6 separate regions of the Mus musculus genome follow, and regions 2, 3, 4, 5 and 6 are each linked to region 1. A link is a contact called in public Hi-C, HiChIP or PLAC-seq and promoter capture Hi-C data. All regions are on one chromosome and are shown on one strand. The core of a region is the stretch at or near the end of the contact, and the rest is flanking DNA. Distances in the headings are between cores, read along the strand shown. Region 1 holds the start of Taf1a (TATA-box binding protein associated factor, RNA polymerase I, A). Region 2 overlaps Dusp10 (dual specificity phosphatase 10). Region 3 overlaps Gm39725 (a long non-coding RNA gene). Region 4 holds the start of Susd4 (sushi domain containing 4). Region 5 holds the start of Capn8 (calpain 8). Region 6 has its middle 94 kb from the start of Gm34177.

Region 1 (4,275 bases), core at 1,744-4,243:
AGCTTCATTCCATTGTCTGATGGCTGTGTTGTGGTAGCTAAACTGATTAGAATAAACCTATCTCTCAGTTAAATTATCTAGTCATGTATCTCAAACTTGTTGACAGATGTCCTCCTTAACAATAAAAGCCAAATGTGTAAGGCATCTTAAAACCCAGGGCTAGCATGGGTAGAGTGACACTTATGTCATATCTTCTTAGTAAATCAGACAAACTTACTGCCTAAAGATAACTGCCATTCATCATGCACAGTTTGAGCTGGGAGTTTGTGCAGGGCTTAGCTTGACTTTGATACACTTCTGGTCAACTGGAACCTCTCACATAGCTGCATTCAGCCAATGACTGCTCTAAGATCTGAGAGGACCACCTTTTTATCTTCTTCATGTGTTGGGAACCAAGGCCCTGCACTTTGCGTATGGTGCTAATATGCCAGGAGCTCTTTATACATCTGGCCTCTCTCTCTCAAGATGGCTAGCCTGGGTTTCTTTCCATGGTGGCTCAGGGTACCAAACAAGGAGGGAAAAGGTGAAGTCATGCCTTCTAAAGCAGTTTTTCCCCAAGTCTCAGCCTAGGGTAGGAGCCTAACCCATATACTTCAGGAAAGTTGTAGTTGGATAAAGGTCTTCTCTAAACTGCCATGCAAGTTGGCTCTGACTTTATGCTTTTATTTTTTGCCACATTTTTTGTGATGGAGTGAAAGTTATTTGTGACATTTTCAATTGCTTGGTTGAATGAAGCTCATTTTTTAATCCAGGAAAGGTTCATAGGAATAATATTTTCTGAGACACTTTCAAAGCTTCCAGAAGATGTAGTTCATCACCATGACTTTAGTGAAAAGCAGTTGTACTTTCCTCCCCGTTGTAATACACATTCTTTAAGATTGGAGTCTAGAAAGCTGCTGTAGAAAGCTGCTGTGCAGACCCCTTCTCCAGACATTATCATCTAGGACTGTGCTGTGGGAACAGGAAGTGGTCTGAACTGAAGTGGTCTGAACCGGAAATGGTATGTAAGGACTAGAGAGAGAATGGATGATGAAGAGATGTTTGAAAACTTTGACATTGAAAGACCTCTGAAGGGAGACCCTCACTCAAGTCTCAGGATAATAGCAGACCCCCAAGAACTCACGAGAGACAAAGCTTGATGCAAACCACATGAGGCTTTATTTGGGGGAAAGCCAGAGCTCTGGGGACGACTCATATCCCACGTAGGGGAAGAGGAGTCGACCCCAAGGGGAAAGGGGTACCAGTTTTTATAGGCCCTTAGGGGGGAAAGGAGAAGGAGGGAGTAGGGGATTACCCAATCTAAACAATGTCTATTCTCAAGAAATGGGTATGGGAGGGGTACAAGGAAAGAGTCTGCTGCAGGTGCAGCAACCCTGGATTGGCCCCAGCTGTGGTTGCTGTGGAGATTTTCCGACTCTTCCTCAGCAACCAATATCACAAACACCTGGCAATGGGCTTCATCAGTGGGCACACACATGGGTTCAAGGAACGGTCAGAACATTGGCAGACACATGGGTTCTAGGAGTGGCCAGAGCATTGTGTACCTCTATTTTTCTAAACCAGTGAAGCTAGTTCTGCTAACAATGAATCTATTTTGCCAATTTCAGGGCTTCTGTGACCTTTTACATTCTGCCAGGATCTTTCAACATCACAACATCCTCCCACCCCTTTTTTGAGACAGGGTTTCTCTGTGTAGCCCTGGCTGTCCTGGAACTCCCTCTGTGGACCAGGCTGGCCTCGAACTCAGAAATCTGCCTGCCTCCCTCCCTCCTGAGTGTTGGGATTAAAGGCACGCACCACTACTGCTAGTATTTTCCCCCATTTTTATGAGCATGACCAAAATCAGCTGAGTCATTTTGATAAATCAAGATTCCAGATGACAAGCTAATCATTATCTTGGTGTGTGTGTGTGTGACTGCCCCTCCTTTGTCACATAGTTTAGCTTTGCCTGTAGTTAGGAGTATAGGTTTAAAGGCCCAGGCATAGAGGCACATGCCTTTAATCCCAGCACTTGGAAGCCAGACTGATTTCTGGGTTGAGGCCATCCTGGTCTACAGACTAAGTTCTAGGACAGCTAGGGCAATGCTGAAACATGGTCTTAGAAACAAAAATAAAACAAAACAAAAACTCAGCAACAAAAAGAAACAGTAAGGGCAAAGACACAAAGAACTGTATAAATAACTTTTCTCTAGTGCCTATGAGCACTGCATACTGTTTACATAGAAAACACGGAATAAAATACCCATCGCATTAAAAAAAAAAAAACAACTCTTCATACAAAGTCTTTTTATAGACCCTTAGGTTTCTATGATACTCGGATTCTGTTCTCGAGCAGTAAATTCAAAGTTCCAGAGGAGTCCATGCCATCACTTATGCAGCCTTCAGTACGTTCTTTTTTATTTTAGTTCCAATAACTTTAAAGTTGTCTTCCTGTAGCTTTTACTCATTAATGCGTGTTTTCACCACTGGTGCCAGTCTGTTCATTTAACGGATCAGCCCTTGAAAATACATCTGCCATTCTCCATGGTCCTTTTCAAAGGCTTAACAATTCCACTATCTACCTCCAGAATTAACACATGGCTGTGAATGTCTCTCATGAAAGTGGGATCCAGACCCATCCCTACAACAATCCACGTTGAAAAGGAAAAAGATTCTTGCTCAAACTGTGAGGCAGGAAGTCACTTAAATCAGATGCTAGCAGCAACTGGGATCGGCTATGCGTTCCCTTGTCACACTCGACTTTGCGATGGAAATCTTCCAATTTCGTTAAGGCTCAGGCTAAATTGTCAATCTGGGCCAAACCAATGGGGAGGCGGAAGTCAACATCCACTTCCGGGCCTCGTCCGGAAGCCTCTTCAGAGCTGGATAGGCTCTGCATCTTTCCCACAGGTAACGCTCCTGTGGGGGCGTGGCCACGCATGCGCACTACCTGAATGCCCACCAGGCTGGTTCTGCGCAAGCTCCCAGGAAGCGCTCGTTAACTGCTTCCGGACAGGGTTTTCCGGGGCGGCGAACAACGTGGAGTCGGGCGACTCTGGAGCTTGGATTTAGCGGCTCGCGGGCTCCGTACGCCTTGCGCTTTCAGTGAAACAGGAAAAGGTGTGTGAGCCTCCTGCTTGTTCCTTCTGCGGTTTCCTCTTGACTTTGTGCTCCTGGGCTCTGAGACCGTAAGTTACAGAGATCGTGAACTTTTGGTTACCGTGGCAACAGCCACCACGCCAACCTTCCCCAGGCCAGTTTGAGTCTTTGAGGGCCAAGGAAGGATTTGCGTTGTCTCCTTACCGTGTGTGGTAAGGTCGATTTCTAATTCAGGTGCTATTTCAAACTTTTTCGCGGAACGGCTGAGATTGATTTTTTTTAAAGGCCTAATCTGGATTTAAGGCGGAGAAACAAAATTTGAGGCTGGCCAACTCTTTGGGAGATGGGTCAGCAGGTAGTGGCAATTACTGTCAAGCCGGGTGAGTTCGATCCCCGGATCTACACAGTTGAAGGACCCCTCTAGATGATTCTCTGACCTCCACGCGTGCGCCGTGGCTTCTTCCGACAATAAACAAAGTGTAATATTAAAAAAAGAAATCGTACCGGGCGGTGGTTGCGCACGCCTTTAATCCCAGTACTTGGGAGGCAGAGGCAGGCGGATTCCTGAGTTCGAGGCCAGCCTGTCTACAGAGTGAGTTCCAGGACAGCCAGGGCTACACAGAGAAACCCTGTCTCGGAAAAAAACAAAACAAAACACCCCCAAAAAGAAAAGAAAGAAATCGTTTGTCAGCAGGCTTCAGGTTCGATCTCTAGCACCGCAGAAAACAAAGAAAGCAACGCCAGTTGATAAGGGTGAGGGTACCGAACTAGGGTGATGCTGTGGGATTGCAGAAGGGAGGGACGCGTTCAGTGGAATTCGTAGCTTCAGTATTTGATGGATACGCAGAACAAGGGTCTTGAGCATTTTGACATTTAAATCCATGTCCAGTGGCATGTAGCTGCTTTTGTCGAGTCATTTCTTTGCCATGGGCCGCTGCCGACCCCCTTACGTTTTTTGTCATACCGGCTCGTCTGTGTGCTTTGTGTTTCCCAGACTTTTGTCTTCACCGTTTCTCAGTCCTAACTTGGAAGGAAATACGGTTGCTGCTATGATTATCTTAGATAACTTATGGGCTATTTATGTGGTTAAGTTCCGAATACATACTAGCAACTGCTGCTACTGTACGTGCGTGTTATATATTCTTTTTTTTTTTTTAAGATTTATTTATTTATTATATGTAAGTACACTGTAGCTGT
Region 2 (4,117 bases), core at 501-3,000, 660 kb after region 1:
CACCATCAACGGGCATTGAGCTTTCAGATTGATGAGGGTGTGTGTGTGTGTGTGTGTGTGTGTGTGTGTGTGTGTGTGTGTGTATAAAGACCAAAAGCCAACATTGCATGTCTATCTGTACTCTCCTATAGTTTTATACATGTAAGTATGTGTGTCTGTCTGTGTGTGTGTGCACGTGCGAGCATGAATGTTTGCGCACTCTATCTGTGAAGGTCAGATGATAACTTTTTCAGTCCCTATCTTCAGGGTCCAGGAATCAAACTCAGGCACTCACACATGTGTAGCATGCCCTTCCCTGCTGAGCCGTCTCACTTGACTTCTGACTTACGCTTGAGGCTTGCTCTTTCACTGAACCCTAGGCTACATTGAACACTTGGGCTACATTGCTTGGACCGTGAGATCCCTTCTAAGATTTTGTCTCCCCAGCCAACCCCTGAGGTGTGTACCTATACCTGGCTTTCACGTGGTTGCCAAGGAGTGCAAACTCACGTCCTCATGCCTCTTCTGCTTGCATTTGACTACTGGGCGGTCTCCCCAGCCCACCTTCCACATCTTCTATAAAACGTTTGGAAAACGTTCTGAGGCCTGAGAACCAGATGCTCCAAAGTTGTCCAAATCATGACCTTGACATTCATCTCCGAGGGACCTCTGCTTTCCTGGTTCTCAGTGAACAGCTTTTCCACACTGTGGAGTGGGATTCCTGGCTGGCTGGGACTGACTGGTGGTGGCTGGTGGCTCTGACATTAACCCTTGAGGTCCATGGACATCATTTTGTGACTCAGCAGGTCCCAGCTCCTTCCTTCCTTCAGCTTTTCTTCCTTACCTTCCCAGAGCTCTTCAGAGCTCTCAAATCTTTCAGATCTGGCCACATGGTGTCTTCCAGGGGTCTTTGCCCATCAAAAGCCATTATCCGTGGTGGCTTTGTTTTGTTAAGGATTGCAGTGTGTGCTGATGTGATGTACAAACTTGGGAACAGAACTCTTGTCAGATAATGGGGTGGAGTGTTCTTTTCTGGAGAAAAGTGGCTATTTCATCTATGGGGAGACAGCTCACTTTCTGGTGCAATGCAGCTTGTAGAACCATCATTTTCTGTTACTGGTTGCTAACTCTGTCCATGTGAACACATGCTTGCACATACAAACACATGCTCCTTTCTGTTAACATGGCCAGATAGTAATGACTTTGGCACTCAGCAGGGACTCCTTGAATGGGGACATCACCTTTACCTGAGCTGTTGTCTCCTGGTAGCTATGCCCTGCCTGATTCTGGTCGCTAGAGCTAGTTGAAGCAGCTCTGAATCATACTTATCAGATTTCAGAAACCCTTCTTGGGTTGCAGTGTGAAAGACTCAGCTGCATGTTGAAACCATAATTTGGTCAAATATGTTATTAGTGTTAATTTTGGCCTGTTTCCCTTTACATTTCAGGGTAGTGACTAGAAAAAATAGTCTTGCCATGTAGTATCCTGCTGACATTTCTATCCAGTGAGGCCAATCTTTGTATAATGATAAGTTATCATTTCTTTCTAAGATGAGAAAATAGAGGCTGAGAGTGGTTCACAGAATCACTTGGAGTCACACCGAAGTCGCCTGAAGTCTAGGCTGACTCCCAGGTCCACAACATTTATGGCTATGGACTTGTAAATTGATTTTTTTTTCTGCCCTCTGTCCCTGAGTTGTGGGAGATGATCTCTCACCCTCTGGAATCTACAGAGAGATAAGAGTGCCTGAGCTGCTCCTGCAGAGCCCCTTGGCTCACACCTGAGTTTATGTTAATGAGATGACTCAGGGGACAAGCTGGTCATCTATCAGAAGGGCCAGCCCTGTGACTGGCCCGGAAGCTTGGAATGTAGCCAGCCTCCGCAGAAGAGGCAAGCTGGACTGAGGATTAAGTTCAGACACGGGGCTGATGATGAATCAAGTCCAGTTGCACCTAGTGAAACATGATCCTGAAGAACACAGAAGCCTGGCCCTCGAAGCTCAGGCAGGCATCCTCCTTGCACACAGGGACATGCCAGCAGGGTAAATAGAGTGTCTTCATTTCACACGACTGAACAGAGAAGTGCACGGTGTGGAATACTAGGGCCTACGTTGTGCAGCTTTCATTTTGCTGGCCCTGGCTTGCATCCTTTATAGTGAAGCCATTAATTAGCACAAACAAAAGTGCTTTCCTGAGTTCAGCGAATCATCCTAGTGGATTCTTGAACCCCGGGTATTATGGGGAAGCAAAGAACTAGTGACAATTTAGTCAGAGGTGTCAGAGGCCTGAGAGACACCACACTTACAACTGGCAGTGAGGCCAACGCTGTTGGGGATTGTGGTGGCTTTCTGTAAGAGTCAATCTTGGAGTCGCTGTCAGAGCTGTGTCAGAGCTGCATTGCAGTATTCTGAGATGAAAGCACCCAGTGTCTGCTTGAAGGCCCTGGTGGTGAGAGAACACCGTAGCACTTGGTAAGATAGCAAGACTTGTTTCCCTAACCCCATTTCCTTGGAGACAAGAGGCAGCCTTCACTCTAGTCTTACAAAATGATGTGGTCTTGGGAAGACTGCTTTAGACTGCAAGGCTTCCAGGTCAGCAGGAAGACCTGTGATATTTCTAGGCCCAAGACCTTCCCACCTTTGGAGGCCCCCTCTATTTCAACTCCTAGGTGTCACCTGAGGGGTGTGGTGGCCCAGCATGCTGGCCTCTTTCTTACAAGAAATTCTTGAATATTGATGTTGAGATTTTGTTCCAGTAAGGAAAGCACTGTGTGGGAAAACCCTAAGTAAGGGATTTGCATTACTTGGTCATTTGCATTGTTAGGATTCATACTTGTGGCGTGTCTCACTTTGTTTCAAAAATATGGTGTCATATCCAACAGCGCCTTTTCTGTGGACACCCCTGTTTGGATATTTTAGCCATGGTCTTGTATGGTTATTTTTGGTCTATTTTGTTTTGCTTTCTCCTTCCTGGCTTAAAATAGACAAGGTCCCCCCACCCCCACCCCCACCTCCAAGGCCATTAGTTTTTAGCTTTGCTCAGACTAGTCCAGTCCAGCAAAGCCTTCTTAGGTCACCAAGCTCCTAGAAAGTTTGACTCCTCAAGGCACGTGATAGGGCCACCCTGGAAAATGGGTTTCTAAGAAAAGAAAACTGTCATTACTTGGTGGGAGGGGTTCTACAAGAAACGGGAATGAAGCAAAGAGTATGAAGAGTTGTGAAATCTCCTGAAATCTGTTTAACCTGGTCTGGCCCTGGGCTCTCTGCACTCTGTCACCAACGCAGGCTTGCTTATTAGAAGTTTAATGGTGGCGATAGTCCAGCCAAATAACTGACAGTAGCTTTCACTGAGGGTGTCAAGCAGCTCCCTGCCCCCTCAGTAAGGGTGAGGATGGAATGTCAGCCTCAGTTTCTAAAAGAGATAGAACAGATGCTTAGAACTGACTGCCCTAGAGTTGGGTGCTCCCTTCCCCTGAGGTACTTCCAAATGTTTGCCTGTGGACTACAGGGTTCAGAGTACACCTTTCAAGACATAAGTATGTGCTACAGCCCTGTGAGAGAGCGAAGGATGTAAGAATCCCCTTCAGGAGAGAGGAAACTCTCGCCATTTAAGTCAAAACTATTAGGGGATAATCCCGGTGTCTTATTTACTTTTATTTTTGTGTGTATGTGTGTGTCTATATATGTCCACTTGTACATGCCTGCTCTTGGCTGTGTGTGTGTGTGTGTGTGTGTGTGTGTGTGTGTGTTCCTGTGCTTACCTGGTATATATCCAGCGAGCCCCTTGGATTCTCCTGTTTCTGCCTCCCAAGGATGGCTGGATTCTTCTGTGGGCATTGGATCTGAACTCACACTCTCATACTTACCCACTGAGTAAGCATTTTACCCATTGAGCTGTCTCTCCACTTCTTTGATAATGTGAGTTTAAGTGACCTGAAATGTAAATAACTAGCCTGCCAGTTCAGAGTTAATAAGACAAATAAGAGGGACTCGAGAATGCCTGATTGTAGAGCTGGTATTGTGGGAGAAACAGAGCCACTGGGTCAGTGAAGACCCTGTCCAAAGTATCTGTGATTGTTGATCCTATTTAGATGGAAGGGCTGCTGCCAGGTCTAAGGGCCAAACCAGACCTTTCTTAGG
Region 3 (3,946 bases), core at 364-2,863, 630 kb after region 1:
ATAATCAAGTGTCTGGTAGAGAGCAAGGTGTTCTACTGGCCTCGTTCTGTGACTGACAACTTCCACAGGCATTTTGATAGTGAGGTTATTTCAAATAGAAATCACACAGCAAGAAACAAAAGCCAGAAATTGGCATCTCTGGCATTAATGTGTAAATAGCCTTTCTCGTGCCCTTGCAAGGTATCTTACTTCCTTAAGTTTCCTTTGCCTTTCTTGGAAAAAGAGCAGGCCATCACTGTAGGCAATTTCCAAGTTCTCTTTCTCTTGACATAGTCATTCTGTTGGGTCTCAGGGAGAAACTACTAGGAGAGGTTGGGTTAGAGATTGGAAGGGGGTTAAGTGCATGACAGTTGCAGGGACAAAGCTGTTAAATCATTCAGGCTTCTTGGCTCTGCAGGGATAATCTCTATATACTGTGTGGAAGTATAACCTGTCAATAACATGCCTATGGCCTATAGGAGAGAGGAGACTAGAAAGCAGGACATCCAGCAAGGAGCAAAGAACTGTGGGAAAGAGTCTAGCATAGGCGATTCCCCACCCAGAGGAAGTTGGATGTACGAAACTCAGGAGAGGTAGCTAGCCATGCGGCAGGCAAAGAATAGTACAAACAGGTTAGTCGAAGTTAGGAGCTAGTTGGGGAGACAGCCTAGCTTATGCCTAGGAATTTAATAAACAATATAGCCTCCGAGTAGTTATTGGGGAACTGGGTCACGGGAGGAAAAACCTGTAGTTACACATCTCTCTCAGGGAGTCCAGACTCCGGCATCATTTATTTCCTGGAGAGCTCATTTGTCCAGTTGCCGTGATCTAGTGACATTAGTGGCCTCTCAACAAGCTGTGAATGAGGAGAAACCACACATACACACACACACACACACACACACACACACACACACGCGCGCGCGGCCTCTGGAAATTATGGTGCTCTTCACAATGGGATTTTCCCGAAGCCTCAGGTTTACATCTGTGAATATCAGCGTTTCAGTTTTTAACCTGTATTTCACCAGTGTCAACAGACGGGATACCTCTTCCCGTTCCTGTTCCTTTTATGCTGATCTACGGGACCCTATGCTCGCTCCCCTGTATATTCTTTGCTCTGTGACCCGCTCTCTCGTTCAGTAATGCTTTTTTTTTTTTTTTTTTTTTTTTTTTTTTTTTTACTCTGTGTAATCTTACACATCAATTCCTAATAAAAGTCTTGAAGACAACTCTATGACTTTGGCTTATATCACCTAAGCTTTGGGGGAGTTTGTTTCGTTTTTTTTTTTTTTTTTTTTAAATTGAAGTGGTAGGACTGGAAGGGTGAGCTTCATGTAGCTATCAGATTTGAAAACCTGAGTTTAGAATATCAAAAACTTCTAAACTGAGGCGTGGGCAGCTGCAGTTAACCCTCCATTTCCAAAAGGGAGGCCGTGGATAATGAGGGCTAGCTCTGAGGTTGAACTCAGATGTTGACAAACTAGGAGAGGTTCTTGTTCTGTGGAATGTGAAAGATCACCTTTTCCCTTGAACTTCCTGCTTTCTTATCTGCAGAATGCAGCTGGGAGAATACACCCAGGCATTGTTGTGAAGATCTAAAGGGCTTTAGTCAGAGTCATCTGTGAGTCTCTCATCTGCTAAACCCTAAGCCAGCTAAAGGCAGGAAATTCTATACCCTCGGATGATACCATATTATACAACTAGCAAGACATCCACCAATCAGACTGCACCTTGGCCTAATCAAAGTAAACACTCTGAAGAGCCAAAGTGGTCCCAGCAGACTATTCATGCCCACAGGCCTCTTCCAAAGGAACCAGTGGGCCTTCTCTCGCACGCACAGATACCTACAGTGAATTTAAAACACTGTTTGATGAACCAGGGAGATGCCTCACTGGGAAAAGTACAAACGGGAGGACCTAAGAACCTGTCTAAGGCTGGACAAAGCATCTGTAGTCTAGACTTTCCCACAGAGAGGTGGAAGATGGAGACAGGAGAACCTCTGGAAGTTCCTTGGCAAATTAGCTTGGCATGTGCTGATCAATGGTACACAACAAAGAGACTCTGTGTTAAGGTGGACCCCAAAGACTGACACTTGGGGGTTTTTTTGGTTTTTTTTTTGTTTTTGTTTTTGTTTTTTGGTTTTTCAAGACAGGGGGTTTCTCTGTGTAGCTCTGGCTGTCCTGGAACTCACTCTGTAGACCAGGCTGGCCTCGAACTCAGAAATCCGCCTGCCTCTGCCTCCAGAGTGCTGGGATTAAAGGCGTGTGCCACCACGCCCGGCTTTGTTTTGTTTTTTGTTTTCTGATTACACACACACACACACACACACACACACACACACACACTCTCTCTCTCACTCATATATCTGCTTTGTAAAGTTTTACTTCATCCACATTTTCAATTACAGAAGCAGTCCCACTGTAGAGTAAGTGTTATCTCCTTTCCCTAAGTTTTCTTGGGGCCATGTGATCCAACCTTGCCCTACTTGACTCCATAGCCAAATACCTTTTATTTTTCAGAGCTCAGTCCCACGTGCTGGTCCCAGAACACTCACAGCCTCTTTTATTTTATTTATTTATTTTTTTTGCCTGAGTTACAGATTCATTAACCCAGACTTTTTAAAAAATGTTATTATTAGAACTTTAATCACCCATGTCCTCCTTTCAAGTTCTTGCTAAAATTAATTTCTGGCAATAATAATTATGTCAGTCAGGGGCCAGCCAAATATACCCGTGGCCCCTGGGCCAAATCAAGATGGGAGTTTCCAGCCATAATCTATTTTTTGGCTCATAATGGTTGTGCCACTTTGCCCACCTGCTCCCTTCTCTCTGTCCCGCAGCAGGTGAAGTATTAGATGGGCCAACTCATCTGCTGTGGCTAGACTCTGTAAATTATATCTTAGTGAACTCAGAGACAACAATGAGATAGTAAATAAATCAGGTCTAAGTCAAGGGCAGACATCAAAATGGCAATGGTTTGGCAGGCATGAGGGGTGCTAATGGTAAAGCTGGAAGAGAGAGAAACCAGGGAAACTTTACAAGGAGCTGACAAGAGTCTATGGAGAATGGGTAGGACTCTTATTTTGAAAGATGTTCTCAGCCACTATTGTTTTCAATGTACTCTAGGAGAGGATTGGAGAACACACAAAATCTGGTTAAAGAAAGGTGAGTCCTTGACAGTATGGCCTGTCTATCATCTTCCTGGCTCCACAATCTCCCCCTATATTCCTGAAGTATACCTCTGTCTATACATTACAGCACAGAACTTAGGATGTAAGACCACCCTGGTGGTTTGAATATGTTTGGCCTAGGGTGGCACTCTTGGGGGCGGGGGGGTGGCCTTGTTGGAGGAAGTGTGTCACTCTGGAGGTGGGCTTGGAGGCCTTCCTCATAGCCACATGGGAGCCAGTCTTCTGTCTGCTTTCAGAAGAAAACCGAACTCTCAACTCCTCCTGAGCCACACCTGCTTAGATGCTACCATACTCCCACATTGATGATAATGGACTAAACCTCTTAACCTGTAAGCCAGCCCCAGTTAAATGTTTCCCTTTATAAGAGTTGCCTTGGTCATGGTGTCTCTTCACAGCAGTGAGACCCTAACTAAGACTACCTTGACTATAGTCAGGCATGACATCAGACAGACTCACTCTTTCTGCCTTAATGTTGTTTATTCAGCCAACAAAAATAATGGCTGTCTACTTTCAAACCATTGTGCTGGGTTAGGGTTATAACTATCCTAAATTTTTAAAAGACTGATTTATTTTTATTGTTTGTGAATAAGTGAGTTTCTGCATGTATGTAGGTGTGCATGTATGCCTCTTGCCCTCAGAGGCCAGAACAGGGGGCTCAGATCCCCTTACAGGTGGGCTGTAAGCTACTGGGGTGGTGCTGGGAACTGAACCTGGTCTTCTGTAAGAATGGCAAAAATAACTGCTGAGCCATCCCTCCAGCCTCACAGTGTTTAGTCC
Region 4 (3,906 bases), core at 699-3,198, 620 kb before region 1:
CCCAAGTTGTTTTTGGTCAGTGTCTTAGCACAATAACAGAAAAAACAAACAAACCCAAAGCAGAGCAGTCCCACCCGAGGAAGGCATTTCTGAGTGCAACCAGCAACTACAACAGGCTTCCTCAGGTACTGGATGAGGCTACGTGACCTTGTTCACAAATAATTTAATTCTTGTGGTACTAAGGGTGGAGCCCCGAGCCTCACACAAGAGCTAGGCAAGTGGCCTACTGCTGAGCTGTAGCTCCAGCTGGCTAGCACTGTGTCAGAAAGGAGACTTAAGCGCAGATCCCAGGCTTGGGACAGATGAACTTGGATGGTCCTGTTGGCCCTGGTAGTCTTATAAGCCGATTGTTGCAGCTAAGCGGCAGACTTCAGATACATTTGTTGCATGGTCAACAAATAGTTTTATGCCCTGTGGATCTGACAGCTATTTTTAAAACGGTAGATATTTTATTGAGAATAAGCTAGAATAAATATTCAATTTGCAGCGAACAATCTTAGGACCTTGGAAACACAGAAAAATGCCCAAGTAATGCTTTGGGCTTCAGAGTTCAGGCTTTAGCAGAAATGCATTTGTGATAACCAAAACTGTTCAACTTACTCCGTGCAAAGCTGACATCTCAATTTTACAAATCGAAAAAAAAAATCAACAACATTGAACTAGATTTATCTACTAAAAGCTAATTTCTCCTGCAAGAATTTGTTAAAATTACTCGCAGTAAAAGCCAACACGGTAAAAGCTGTAATTTCCAAACTACCTTCAGTATGTGAGATTTTGGGAAAGTCGATAGAAGGACGAGATGATTTGGTGGCTGTATCAGAAACATGGTTTTTCATATCCACAAATTGCTACAGAATAATGGGGATCCAGTGGTTCAAAAATACTGCCTGCCGGCCCTACCTCATTAAGGCACACCCCTTAATCACCAAGGCTCACACAAGTACCCTAGGAGCCGGCCCAGACCTCAGAGGGAGGTCTAGCTTGCTGGGGAACAGCAAAGGTTGGGAGAACAGAGCTAGCAGCAGGCTGAACTTAAGACACCAGGAAGGGACCGCTGACCAGGGGAACGTTCTTTCCTGGGGACCCCTGATCCTTTCGGGTTCTTACCCAAAGGAAATAAGCTTCCGGTGATATCCAGCTTTCCCGCATTGGCACCCATCATCTCACTGCCCGGTCACTTGTCTCCCTGAGGGAGAGCCTCTCAAGAGAAAGCTCCGAGAGATGCTTGCGTCTATCTCCAAGGCAGCCAAGAGGGAAAATGCCGACGGTGCAAGGGACGGGAGACAGAGACCCAGCCTCCTCGGGCTGTCCACTGGGCTCTAGGGGAAGCTCACACCCGTGGAGATGTTCGGGGTCACCAAGAACTTGAGGTTTTAGCAGCAAGGGTTGTGCTTACACCGCCCCATTCAAGTTAACCCTGTCATCGGTGATGGTCCTGGGTGGGATCATCCTGTCCACCTCCACCTTCGAGGTCACAGCCTCTGGTGGCACACACGGGGCTAAGGGCTCCAGAGGCCACTGGTGAAGGATCGCGGCGCAGACCTGCGGTGTGTGCGCGTGCGTGTGCCTGGGTATGTGTGCGTGCATACGCGTATGCGCGTGTGTGAATGCGTGTGCGTGTGTGCCGCCGCCTGGCGACTCGTGCCCGACAGGTGCAGGCGCGCCGGCTTCCCATTGGCCACGGCGTCCTCCTCCGCCCACGCCATCCCCTTACCCCTGCTACCGGCGCTGGCTGGGACCCGCCGAGGCGCGTGCAGGCCCGCGCGCCCCTGCCCTTCCCGCGCGCGCCCGGGCCTCGTCCCTTCCTCCCCCTCTCCGCGCCGCCGCCGCGCGCTCCCGAGCTCAGGTAGCGGGCGCGCGCAGCCCGGCAGCCGTGGCCCTCGTCACCCCCGCCCCCGGCCACTCGGGGGAGCCCGGGGAGGGAGCGCGCGGCGGGACGGGCGGGGGCGGTGTAGCCCGGCAGCCGCCGAGGCTTCCGTCTCGCTCGCTCGCTCGCTCCTCTGTCTTGCTCGCTCGCTCGCTTGCTTGCTCGCGCAGAGGCGGCAGCAGAGGTCGCGCACAGATGCGGGTTAGACTGGCGGGGGGAGGAGGCGGAGGAGGGAAGGAAGCTGCATGCATGAGACCCACAGGTAAGAGCCGGAGCCCGGAAGGGGCTTGCCTGCCCCGGGGAGGCGTGCGCAGGCCGGGCTGGGCGAGTTGGCTCCTGGCTCAGCTCCCCTAAGGGAGGAATTTTTAAAATAAAAATAACAGCTCAGATTTCATAAGGGACTGGGGCAATAGGAGCCTCCCAATCCTTGGAAAAGCAGAGAAGTATCCAGGGGCAGCAGGGGGCACATTGTGAGATTCCTCAGAGTGAAATGTACAGGCCCGGGGAAAAGTGTTTTCTCAGCCGCTTGATGCTATAAGGCTTTAGACTTTCCTGTCATGATCAGAGCCGCTGAATCCCGGGGACCAGCACAGAGCCAGTGTGCACTAACCCCTGTCCTCTCTCCCCTCCTCCATCCCTCCCGCACGCGCAGTATCCCATGGTGGCTGCTACTCTCTGGACCCTGCATGGGGGGTGGCAGGGAGGATCTCGCTGTGGGAAAGGGGGCGGGGGCTGCGCAGGGGCGAACAGGGATGGGATGGGATGGAGCCCGCAAAGCCCAGGCACCGGGCCCCCAGGGTGGAGGAGGGAGAGCTTGGCCCCAGAGCCCGGGCAACCCCGGGGTATTGTCGTGTTCCGCTCCTGGTTGCAGACTCTCGCAAGCTGGATGCCCTCTGTGGATGAAAGATGTATCATGGAATGAACCCGAGCAATGGAGATGGATTTCTAGAGCAGCAGCTGCAGCAACAGCAGCCTCAGTCCCCCCAGAGACTCTTGGCCGTGATCCTGTGGTTTCAACTGGCGCTGTGCTTTGGCCCTGCACAGCTCACGGGTGGTGAGTGACCCCGCTGTGGTGGGGGGAGCTTTGAATGGCCCAGCAGGGAGGGGAGACTGTACCGACCGGACAGCACTGCGCCTTCTGCATACGTGCAGACTTTAGGGGTGCCTGAGAAATAGAGTCCCTGTGTCCCAGCCTTCTGCAAAACCCCTGGAGTTCACAGAAAATTGTGTGGAACCGGTGTAGGTTCGCACACCCACCGGCAGCCCAATTGGGCTTTTCTGAAGGAAGGATAAGAAGCCTGGCACATTTTCCCATTTTGGCCCAGAGGAAAAAGAGGATCAAAGGAGTGTGTGGGGGTGGGGGTGGGGGGAAGCAGTGTATTTGTAGCCCTTCGACCCTTGATCTTTGCCCTTCACACACAGGTCAGGTTTGGGCTTCTGGATTTGAACTACTTTAGAATAAACCGTCTTGAAGAATGTGAAGGGTCTGAAAACATGGTCAGACCAGTTGAAGGACAGGTTTATTTGAAAGTTAACTTTCTCTTTCTTGGAGGTGGTGTGCTGAGGCATGTCTGTGACTGTTGGGGGTGGGGAAGGGCTGCAGAGTTCCCTTCAGGTATGTTTCTGGAAGACTGCTTAGCGAGGTCTGAATTACGGTGGGGATTAAGTCAAGGACTCTTCTGTGAAGTGGAAGTTCTGAAACCAAATTGATAGCCCCAGTCCCTGTAAGGCGGCTAATCTATAATATGCTTGATTCCAAGCGAGAGGGCTATCTTTTGGTTGTGGTCAAGGAAGACAGATGGAGTTCCGGTCTGAATTTCTCCCCCTTAAGTCTCCCCCTTTCTTCCTTGTGCACCACCGTCCATCATTCCTGCCTGTTCCGGATCCTCCTTGAGACATTGCTGATGTGGGCTTGTGAAGGACAGGCTTGCGTTCTCCTAGCCGAAATACAGAGGATGCCTAAGTAGATAGATTGTCATTTGACGAAACACAAGTATTGCTTGGCGTAAATGAACCATTTCCACATTGGAAAATATTGC
Region 5 (3,989 bases), core at 542-3,041, 820 kb before region 1:
TAGTGTGAAAGGAGGGAGGGGCTAAATTTGAGGGGTGGCCTTGGGGAAAAACTTCCGGGGCACAGGTCTGAAGGATGATCAGAGAGCAGAGCAGAAGAGTATTGCAGTTTGGCAGGAACAGCGCCTGCAAAGCCCTGAAGTGGGACAAACACGACATCCCCTAAACAGAAATCAATGCTCCATGGAGGAAGGAGAGACACGGGAACAGGTGGCAAAGTCAGCAGGACGGGTGTGCTCCGGCTCCCACTAGCCACGCAGAAGCCCGGCGTTCCTCTTAGCTTGCTGGGGATGGCCAGAAAACTGTGTTCAGAGCAACCACTGGTTCCTGTGACTCAGCACGAATCTCAGTTAACTAGGCAATAGGGTCAGGAATAAAAATGCCTCCTCCACCCAAATTAGGGCTTCAAGGCTTCTAGGATCTTCAGTGTTCCAGGCAACGTCAGGGGATGGGGTGGAGCTGGGGTTCTGGTTTAGAGGAAGGGTAGGTCAGCCTTGTGCAGGGTGGAAACTTAGCTGTGAACCCTCAGTGAGCCCAACACTGAGCGAGTGTTAACGCAAATAGAGGCGTTGAGGGAGTAATGGGGGCTCCTGAGGCACGGAGGAGCCAAAGCTTTCGTATAACTGCCTCCTGTCCTGGAAGGTCATGCTGACCTTGTATTTCTGGTGAATCACGGGAAACCCTGCTTTTGTCTGTTTCATGTCTGGCAGGTAAACATGCTCTCTCAGAAGCACCAAGCTCAGGGCTGAACACGTGGATGACCCTCAGCGGGAAGACCGGCAGCCTCAGAGGCTGTCTGGTTCAGAGACCAGTGTGAACCCGCTTTAGAATCATCTGCAGGTGAATGGTCTAAAGACTCTGATATGGGTCCTAGAGACTTAGCTCAGAACTGCTGAATCATGATTATTTTATATTCTGTTTTATTTCATTTTAGAGACAGGGTCTCACGTAACCCAGGTTGGATTTGAACTCACCATTTAGCCCACAGTGACCTCAGACTCCTTATTCTCTGGTCTCTACCTCTGAATGTAGATTGTCCTGCTTGTGCGGCAAGCCCTCGTATCCACTGAGGCATCTTACAGCCAGCCCCCAGAACACTCTTTGAGATGGTGGCGATTAATGCAGGTTACTAGGGAGACTGTGTTGTGGGTAAGTAGTTCAGAGAATTCTTGTCACACTGTACTGGCTGCCTGTGTCTTCTGTAACAAACGAACACAAGTGACTGAAAAGAGCAGAAGTTGGAGATGGAGCAATGGCTTAGGGTTTGAGAGAGCACTGGCTGTTCTTGCAAAGATCTGCGTTGGACTCCTAACACCCACATGGAAGCTAACAGTTGTCTGGAACTCCAGTTCTGGGGACTCTGGTGCCCTCTTCTGGCCTCCAAGGACAGATCACTTATGTAGTGCACAGGTGTACATGCAGGCAAGGCACCATGCTCGGTAAAAATGAAAGAGCAGAGGGTTAGTCTCTTTCTGTTCTGGGCACCCACAGACCTAAGTCATTTCCACTGGACTAAAACCAAGGCATGAGCAGGGCCTCTCCTTACAGAGTCTCTGGAGGAGAAATCACCCCAGCCTATCCAACTTGGAGACTCCTGATAGCCTCCATTGTGGTGTCCAAATAGTGAACAGCAGGAGAAGGTGGGGCAGAGTTGCCTGCACCTTGGATACATATTTGACTCTGTTTATGACTCATGTCCCTTTGGAACAGGGCCTCCCTCAGGTGCAAAGTTTACAGGCCACACCTCCTTGGGAGCTGCCTTAAAGGGCAGCATCCCCATAGGGCAGATGTCTGAGAGGACACAGAAGCCCTGCTTTCCTGTCACCTACAGGACGCACAGGCAGGCCATGGCAGCCCTGGCAGCTGGAATATCCAAGCAACGTGCAGCTGCTCAGGGCCTTGGCTCTAACCAGAATGCTGTGAAGTATCTGGGCCAGGACTTCGAGACCCTGAGAAAGCAATGCTTGAACTCAGGGGTCCTATTTAAAGACCCGGAATTCCCGGCATGTCCGTCAGCTTTGGGCTACAGGGATCTTGGACCAGGCTCTGCAGAAACTCAAGGCATCATATGGAAGCGACCCACGGTAAGGCAATAGGGAAGTGACCATGGCAAGGCACAATTGAGTGTCACACAGGGTACAGAGTTGTCACATCAGGTCAAGAGTTGAAGTAAGTAACAGTGCAGGGTTCTGTTTTCAGATCCTATAGTTCTGATATCCGCCTTACTTCCTAACATTATTTCTAAGGAAGAACACACACAAGCTTTAGAGCTGGACAAGTCAGACCTCATGAGTGGCTCTGCTGATGTGGCCTTGGCTCTGCTGATGTGGCCTTGAGCGACAGCTCTCTGAGCTTCAGTTTTTCCACCCTAAAAATAGTGCGGCTGGAACCATTGTATTTCAGTGTGGTTAGGAGAATGAGAAATAAATCTCAGGGTGTAATTGTCCTGCGTGTAAGAGACACAGAACACAGGGTACTTAGCACTGCACAGTGCCCCCGGGCCAGCACACAGGGGAACAAACCAAGGTTAGACACAGTCAGCTAGGGGCAAACTGTGATAGCATCGCTGCTGAGGGACATGGGTTACTGAAGGTCATAGAAGGTTCCACCAAGGCTGGAGAGAAGAGAGAGGTGGAGGCCATCCTAAAGTTGGTGGGTGTGGTCACACTGTGGTCTTGATGTACATGTCCCTGATGATAATGGATGCTGTGCTTTCTATATCATGGGTGCATCCTCTAGAGGGACAACTGTTTAAAACCTTTGCTCATTTCTCAATGGTTCTGCTTGCTTTTTTGTTTGACTTTGCACTTTTGAGGATAACCCTTTCTTTACTTTGGGAGCATATATGTGTATATATATATATATATATATATATATATGTGTGTGTGTGTGTGTGTGTGTGTGTGTATATATATATATTGCATCTAATAATCCTGGACATTAAGGTGTTTGCTTCATTTGCTCTTCTGCATCCTGATAGCCCTTTATTTTTACACACATACAAGAGAAAATATGTGATATTTATCTCTGTGAATTGGGTTCACTTCAGGTAAAATGGTGATTTTTTTTTTTTGCTTCTGTCCATTTTCCTATAAATGACATGATTTTCTTCTTTATAGTGAACAATACTGCACACACACATATAGCCCCACATAACTATATATTTTTTTATTTATTCATCTGTGGATAGGTACCCGGTTGACTCCATACCATGGCTATTGTCAGTAGAGCTACAATAAACATGGGTGCACAAGTGTCACTATTGTAGCTGACTGTGATTCTTTTGGATCTACACCCGGGGGGAGTATGACTGCTTCTGCTTGTTCTTATGCTTCTAAGTAGAAGGTCTACCTAGGCTCTTGTCTCAAGGAACGGAAGACACATTTGTCTACGTGAAGGTTGCCAGATCACACTTGGATTCTCAAGATGAACGCTCTGTTGGGAGGTTGAAATCCCTTAGGGTTTTTCTGTTTACATGGGTGAAATGCGGCAACTCTACCCCAGAGACAGCAGCTGGTTGCGCTGATCTCCAGTGCTCTTAGCTCCTTGTCTCACCGTGTGGGCTCAGCATCTATCCCAAGCTCCTGTGATGTATGTAATGCCCCGTGTAAATGGACTTAGCGCAGCCTGGTCAATATTTTTTTTCTTCTGCCAGAAGTATCCTTTCCCTCGACTTGGCAATTGAGCAGCATATTGATCTTAAGGAGAAATACTTAGTCAAGAGCGAAGCCACACCAAGCACATAATAAGGACCCCGGTTAAGAGACACATGGAGGGGTCGAATTGTTGGAAAGTTACTGAATGGAATGCAGTAGGCTCAGTTTGGAGCATCCATTCTTTCTCTAACTGCTACCTCTTGGATTAGTAGCCTTAGGGTTTCCAATTCAGCCATGATTCTCCTGTGCAGGGAGGTGTCTTGGGGAGCTTTAGCTAGTTAAGGAGGGGACAAAGAATAGGCAGACGCTGAGTGATACTGTGGTGGAGAAGAACG
Region 6 (4,320 bases), core at 1,547-4,046, 850 kb after region 1:
ACAAGTATCCATCAAAGAACAGCCAGAGGCTCGGATAAGGAGGAGCATCGTCAGGGTAAGGCTAAGGATGGGGTGATCTCTTCACTGCCTGCTGTCATCATGAAAAGCTATGCTTCAATGTGACAAATGCTTGGGAGAGGGAATTAGATAGATCCTCTGAAGTCCGCTTAGTTGAAAAGTCTCACTATGTGAATATCGGTGGGCTGACCACACGGTGCTGGGGTGAAGTGGGTGATGGAACAATTCTATTTAAAGGATGATCTTCAAATACTTCTAATCCACTAGACCTCTTGCTTCTTTTTTATAAATCCTAGGGAGAGTCGTACTTAAGGCCCTGATCTTTCAATTTTCTGACCCCATATCCAATTACTATGTCTCACATATTCTACCTGAGAGATATCTCCAAGTCCCTCACTCTTCTAGAACCTTCTCAGTACCTCTAACAGCTCCCTTGAAGCAGTGTCCCTACTTCAGATGATTCCTTCTTCCTCAGCGGAGGAGGTACCAGTTCTGTCTTTACATCTCATCCTGTCTTTGTGACGGAATATCGGTTGTCCATCTCGCCTGTGCCTGCCTTTCCACCCCATACACTGCGCTATTCAATGATTTCTGGTTCCTTGAGGCTATGTACTGCTAGATGAAGACACTGACTCCTTTCAGATCACCACCAAGCTATCAGCTCCCAGAAAGTCTACCTACCTGGGGAAGGGCTGGGGCTCTGTCTGTGTCGGAGCCTGGTTGGTCATGCTGAAGGCTCTGATACTCTTTCATCTTCTGTCTCTCAATGAATAAGTGCTTCTCAATGGGTTCCTTCGTGCCAGGCTCTGTCTTCTCTGCTAAAATGAATGGCTCTATTTCAAGCCTTCTACTGACATCCCAGTTTCTAATGAGTTGAGTAAAATCTGCAGCTGTAGGCAAGACTCTCTCAGTCAGGGTTCGTTGTCCAGCGCCCTAACTTTCCAACCACTTATGCAAACATCAATCCCCAAAGCTCATACAATAGCCCACACTGTTTGGCCTGTTCTTCAAATCTTGCTCCTATTCCATCGTGCTCCATTGTCTGCTGGGCTTGCCATCCACGGTTCTAATGCCTCACTTCAAAGCCTTTCCTAACTTCCAGAAAGAGTAGGGCTATTGTTCTTCACATTGTCATAAGCATCTATTAATAGTACCCAGGGCTGGGAGTGTAGTTCAGTGGTAGATCACTGGTCTAGCAAATGTGAGGACTGGGTTTGGTCCTCAACACTTTAGGCAGAACAGAACAGATCAGAACAAACAAACAAACAAACAAAATAAAGCTTGCCTTTTACTTCTCCCTTCTCTTTAAAATCTGTATTTATTTTGTTCAAATGTATACTGGAAGAGTTGTGGTTTCCTAAGCTCCGGGGATAGAGAGAGAAACTTATTAATTTGGTGTGTATATGAAGGCCAGAGGAGTCAGTTCTCTTCTTTCACCATGTCAGTCTAGGCTCTCAAACTCGGGTCACCACTGTACCGTGGAGCACCTTTAACAACTGAGCCTGAATCACTAGCATGAGTTAACAGATTACAAATGGAGCAGAGCCTCATTCAACCTATGGACAGTCTGAGCAGAACACAAAAGCTGGGGAAGGGAGCATTCTCTGTCTCTCTCTGTCTCTCTGTTTCTCACCCCCCGTCTCTGTCTCCCTGTCTGTCTCTCCCCCTCCCTCTCCCTCCTCCCTACCTCTCCCTCTCCTCTCTCTCTCCCTCCCCTTTTCCCTTTCCCTCGGCCTCTTTGAAATCAGCTGGGAAATCAGTCTCTGAATATTGATGAGAATAGACAATAACAGCTGGGCCAGAAGCACACCGTCGGTTCTCCAGGGTTTCCAGTTTGCCTCCTGTGTACATTAGGATTTAGCCTCTGTAAGTACAACACACACACACACACACACACACACACACACACACACACACACATTTATGGAGAGAAAGAGACACAAATAAATAACCTATCTCTTTACCGTGTGTGTATTTTCATATTATTCCTGGAACATACACTCAATGTATCTTGAACATGTCAATACTAATTTATCTGTATATAGCATATATATCTTGAATGTATGCCAATATCATATAAGTCTATCAGTCTATCTTCCATCCCTCTGTCCATTTCCTCTTGTTTTCCCTATCCGTGGAACTCTGAATACTGCATACACCCGGGAAAATCTTTGAGAACATGACATTTATGCTGAGCTCTGAAGATTATAATAAAAAAAGGAGCCAGAAAAATAATTCTAGCAAAATGGGAATGTGACAATAAAGCCGGAGGCGGGAAGAACCAGCGCACAGGCAATTATCGGGAAACTAGACTAGAGAGGGAAGCAGAGCCCAGGCAAGGAAGGAGCTTGAAGCCTGCTCCTGAAAGTGTCAAAAAGCTGAACACCCGGCTTTCAGTAAATGTCTGTTTGACAAAATGAGTTCCTGGTAAGTAATTTCCAAAACAGCGAGAGCAGTCCTCAGACTCTGGAACAAACACACGACTGTTTTTATCCCCATTCTTTGATGGTTTTCACAGAGGTGAGCGTGCTGGAAGGGGAGGAAGCTGATAAAAGCTGGCCGCATCCTCTCAGACCATTGGAGGACAGGAAGATGGGAGAGCAGCCTTCCGCCTCGCCAGGCGTTCCCTAACATTTTATCAGTTTGGCGGGTTTTGTCTGCATTTTGCAGAACATGCAGGCAGTGGTGATGATCCCTTTTATCTAATATCCTCAGCAGAGGTCACAGGCTTAACAGGAACCGGGAAACTCCTCCCGGCAAGCCAGTCCCGGCTCTGCACAAGAGCGCCCTCTTCTGTGCAGTCACAGACTGGCCCTCGGAGGAAGGTTGAAAGGACCCGTCAGGCAGGCCAGGGGCCCCAGTGAGCCCACAATCTGGTAGTCAGAGGAGTTAAAGGGCGTCCTTATGGACCGCCTTTACCCCACGGAGGTGCGCACATTCAGGATCCTTCTAGAATTAGCCATGAGAGTGAAAGGGGTGAAGAGATTGAGTTCAGGCCACTTCCTGAAAAGAGAAAGGAAGCGCTTTCCAGCTGGGGAGAATCTACTTCCTGGTTCAACAGGAGAAATGGAAAAGGATGGATACCCAGATACAGTCCTGTCAGAATCCATGGTCAGAGGGATGCACAGAAGTGAACAAGGAGGGGTAGGCCGACATGTGCCCTGTGCCGACAGAGATGGGGGAGGTCAGCATGTCTGCAGCCAGCCCTGGAGTCACATAGATGAGGAAACTGGACCTCTGGGACAATTCAACACCTGCTGCCTGCAGTGTTTCTTGCCTTCTCACTCCTGTGAACCCCTCTCTGCTCCCCAAAGACTTTCACCTCCACTTTCACATCATCAGTACATATATGGTTCTATGTGCCTGCCACACGAAGAACCCACATATGGAAGAAAACGTGTGTTGTTTGGTCTAGAACACACCATCAGATCCTCAAAATAATCATGCCAATCAAATAGGCTAGATATATACTCCCAGTGTGTTCAAAGAACTGAAGCCCAGAGACGCGAGCGATTTCTCCGCAGACACACAGCAAATACAAGAACTAAGAGAAGCACGTTGTTAAGGAAATGCACGTGTCATCCTGTTAGAGACAAATCTGAGCAGCAGGAGGGAGCCAATGGTCATTATAGATGTTGCTGAGGGGACAATGCAGATTTTAGTGACTGTTAAGGCTTGGGTTTGGAAGGCTCACAGTCACTTCCGTTACTGTTCAGGTCTTTAAGCTAAGACAACAGTGTGAGTGTGGGTCTGGAGAGGTCAGATCTCACTGTCATTCCTCTGATGTCATACACCTGGTTTTGAGACATCTCACTGGCCTGGAACTTATCAGGGAGGTAAGGTTGGCTGGTGCTGGAAACCTGTGGTTCTGCCTGCTTCCACCTTCCCAAACCCCAGGGTCTGCCTGTCTCTATCTCCTCAATCCCCAGGACTCTGCCTGTCTCCTCTCCAGCAGACATCGCAGGCAGACACCACCATGCCTGGCTTTTTATATGGGCTCTGAGGGGTTGAACTTAATCCTCATGCTTATAAGGCAAGCAAGCCCTTTACTGACATCGCGGTTGGCTGCTGCACCAGCTCAGTCAGAGCACCTACACTGCACGGTTGCAAAGGCCTTTGACTCTTCCCAGAGTGTCACAGCCAGTGGGATTGCTCGGGATAAGCAGAAGGCAGAGAAAGAAACACCGAGGAAGAGCGCTTCAATTCTCCTTCCTTCCCGAGTTTCCCTTGTCCTCACCCTTGAGGGTAGCAGACCCCTGACTTTTATTTCCTCTGTTTCACTTCTGACTGCATAGACATGTC

Evidence for each region. Promoter capture Hi-C pulls out the DNA fragments that hold promoters and counts their contacts. Hi-C and Micro-C count contacts between places; a contact is called where the count stands out from the background. HiChIP or PLAC-seq counts read pairs in DNA pulled down with a chosen protein or histone mark.
Region 2: a Hi-C map of Th1 cells shows a contact between it and region 1, with 4 times the contacts expected there. The contact joins the enhancer-like site here to the promoter of Taf1a in region 1. A contact is called at or near these places in 1 of 484 Hi-C or Micro-C datasets (Th1 cells) and 9 of 115 datasets of contacts at active chromatin or transcription factors (the SCID.adh cell line, astrocytes, bone marrow-derived macrophages and 5 more).
Region 3: an HNF4G HiChIP or PLAC-seq map of pancreatic cancer cells shows a contact between it and region 1. The contact joins the enhancer-like site here to the promoter of Taf1a in region 1. A contact is called at or near these places in 8 of 39 promoter capture datasets (the 3T3-L1 cell line, 3T3-L1-derived adipocytes, the C10 cell line and 4 more) and 5 of 115 datasets of contacts at active chromatin or transcription factors (the 230-238 cell line, embryonic stem cells, memory CD8 T cells and 1 more).
Region 4: a promoter capture Hi-C map of embryonic stem cells shows a contact between it and region 1, with 50 times the contacts expected there. The contact joins the promoter of Susd4 here to the promoter of Taf1a in region 1. A contact is called at or near these places in 2 of 39 promoter capture datasets (embryonic stem cells and liver).
Region 5: a promoter capture Hi-C map of embryonic stem cells shows a contact between it and region 1, with 64 times the contacts expected there. The contact joins the promoter of Capn8 here to the promoter of Taf1a in region 1. A contact is called at or near these places in 3 of 39 promoter capture datasets (embryonic stem cells, hippocampal neurons and liver), 1 of 115 datasets of contacts at active chromatin or transcription factors (pro-B cells) and 1 of 9 other capture datasets (pancreatic islet).
Region 6: a contact with region 1 is called in an H3K4me3 HiChIP or PLAC-seq map of the SCID.adh cell line, with 5 times the contacts expected there. The contact joins the enhancer-like site here to the promoter of Taf1a in region 1. A contact is called at or near these places in 1 of 39 promoter capture datasets (embryonic stem cells) and 6 of 115 datasets of contacts at active chromatin or transcription factors (the SCID.adh cell line, T-cell acute lymphoblastic leukemia, bone marrow-derived macrophages and 3 more).

The regions. Positions count from the first base shown.
Region 1 is chr1:183,385,992-183,390,266 of GRCm38.p6, forward strand. It overlaps Taf1a (TATA-box binding protein associated factor, RNA polymerase I, A), which reads left to right and starts at 2,994. Exons shown (of 11, transcript NM_001277959.1): 1 at 2,994-3,167.
Region 2 is chr1:184,050,136-184,054,252 of GRCm38.p6, forward strand. All of the region lies in intron 2 of Dusp10 (dual specificity phosphatase 10), which reads left to right. Among named protein-coding and RNA genes, the nearest start is that of Dusp10, 18 kb to the left of the region's middle. Within about 2 kb of position 1,751, at least 114 of the 459 cell types and tissues checked have an H3K27ac peak or open chromatin away from gene starts, as enhancers often do. A contact at or near this core is called in Th1 cells, astrocytes, embryonic fibroblasts and 2 more, where this site is marked.
Region 3 is chr1:184,014,983-184,018,928 of GRCm38.p6, forward strand. The region is part of intron 2 of Gm39725 (a long non-coding RNA gene); the gene reads left to right. Among named protein-coding and RNA genes, the nearest start is that of Gm39725, 3.6 kb to the left of the region's middle. Within about 2 kb of position 1,614, at least 52 of the 459 cell types and tissues checked have an H3K27ac peak or open chromatin away from gene starts, as enhancers often do. A contact at or near this core is called in pancreatic cancer cells, where this site is marked.
Region 4 is chr1:182,762,268-182,766,173 of GRCm38.p6, forward strand. It overlaps Susd4 (sushi domain containing 4), which reads left to right and starts at 1,949. Exons shown (of 9, transcript NM_001356461.1): 1 at 1,949-2,129; 2 at 2,739-2,921. The coding sequence starts at 2,774.
Region 5 is chr1:182,563,216-182,567,204 of GRCm38.p6, forward strand. Capn8 (calpain 8) reads left to right here and starts at 1,792. Exons shown (of 21, transcript NM_130890.2): 1 at 1,792-2,082. The coding sequence starts at 1,846. Gm46248 (a long non-coding RNA gene) reads left to right here. Exons shown (of 4, transcript XR_001779884.1): 3 at 709-838; 4 at 933-1,266.
Region 6 is chr1:184,232,990-184,237,309 of GRCm38.p6, forward strand. No RefSeq gene overlaps it. Among named protein-coding and RNA genes, the nearest start is that of Gm34177, 94 kb to the right of the region's middle. Within about 2 kb of position 2,797, at least 58 of the 459 cell types and tissues checked have an H3K27ac peak or open chromatin away from gene starts, as enhancers often do. A contact at or near this core is called in the SCID.adh cell line, T-cell acute lymphoblastic leukemia and forebrain, where this site is marked.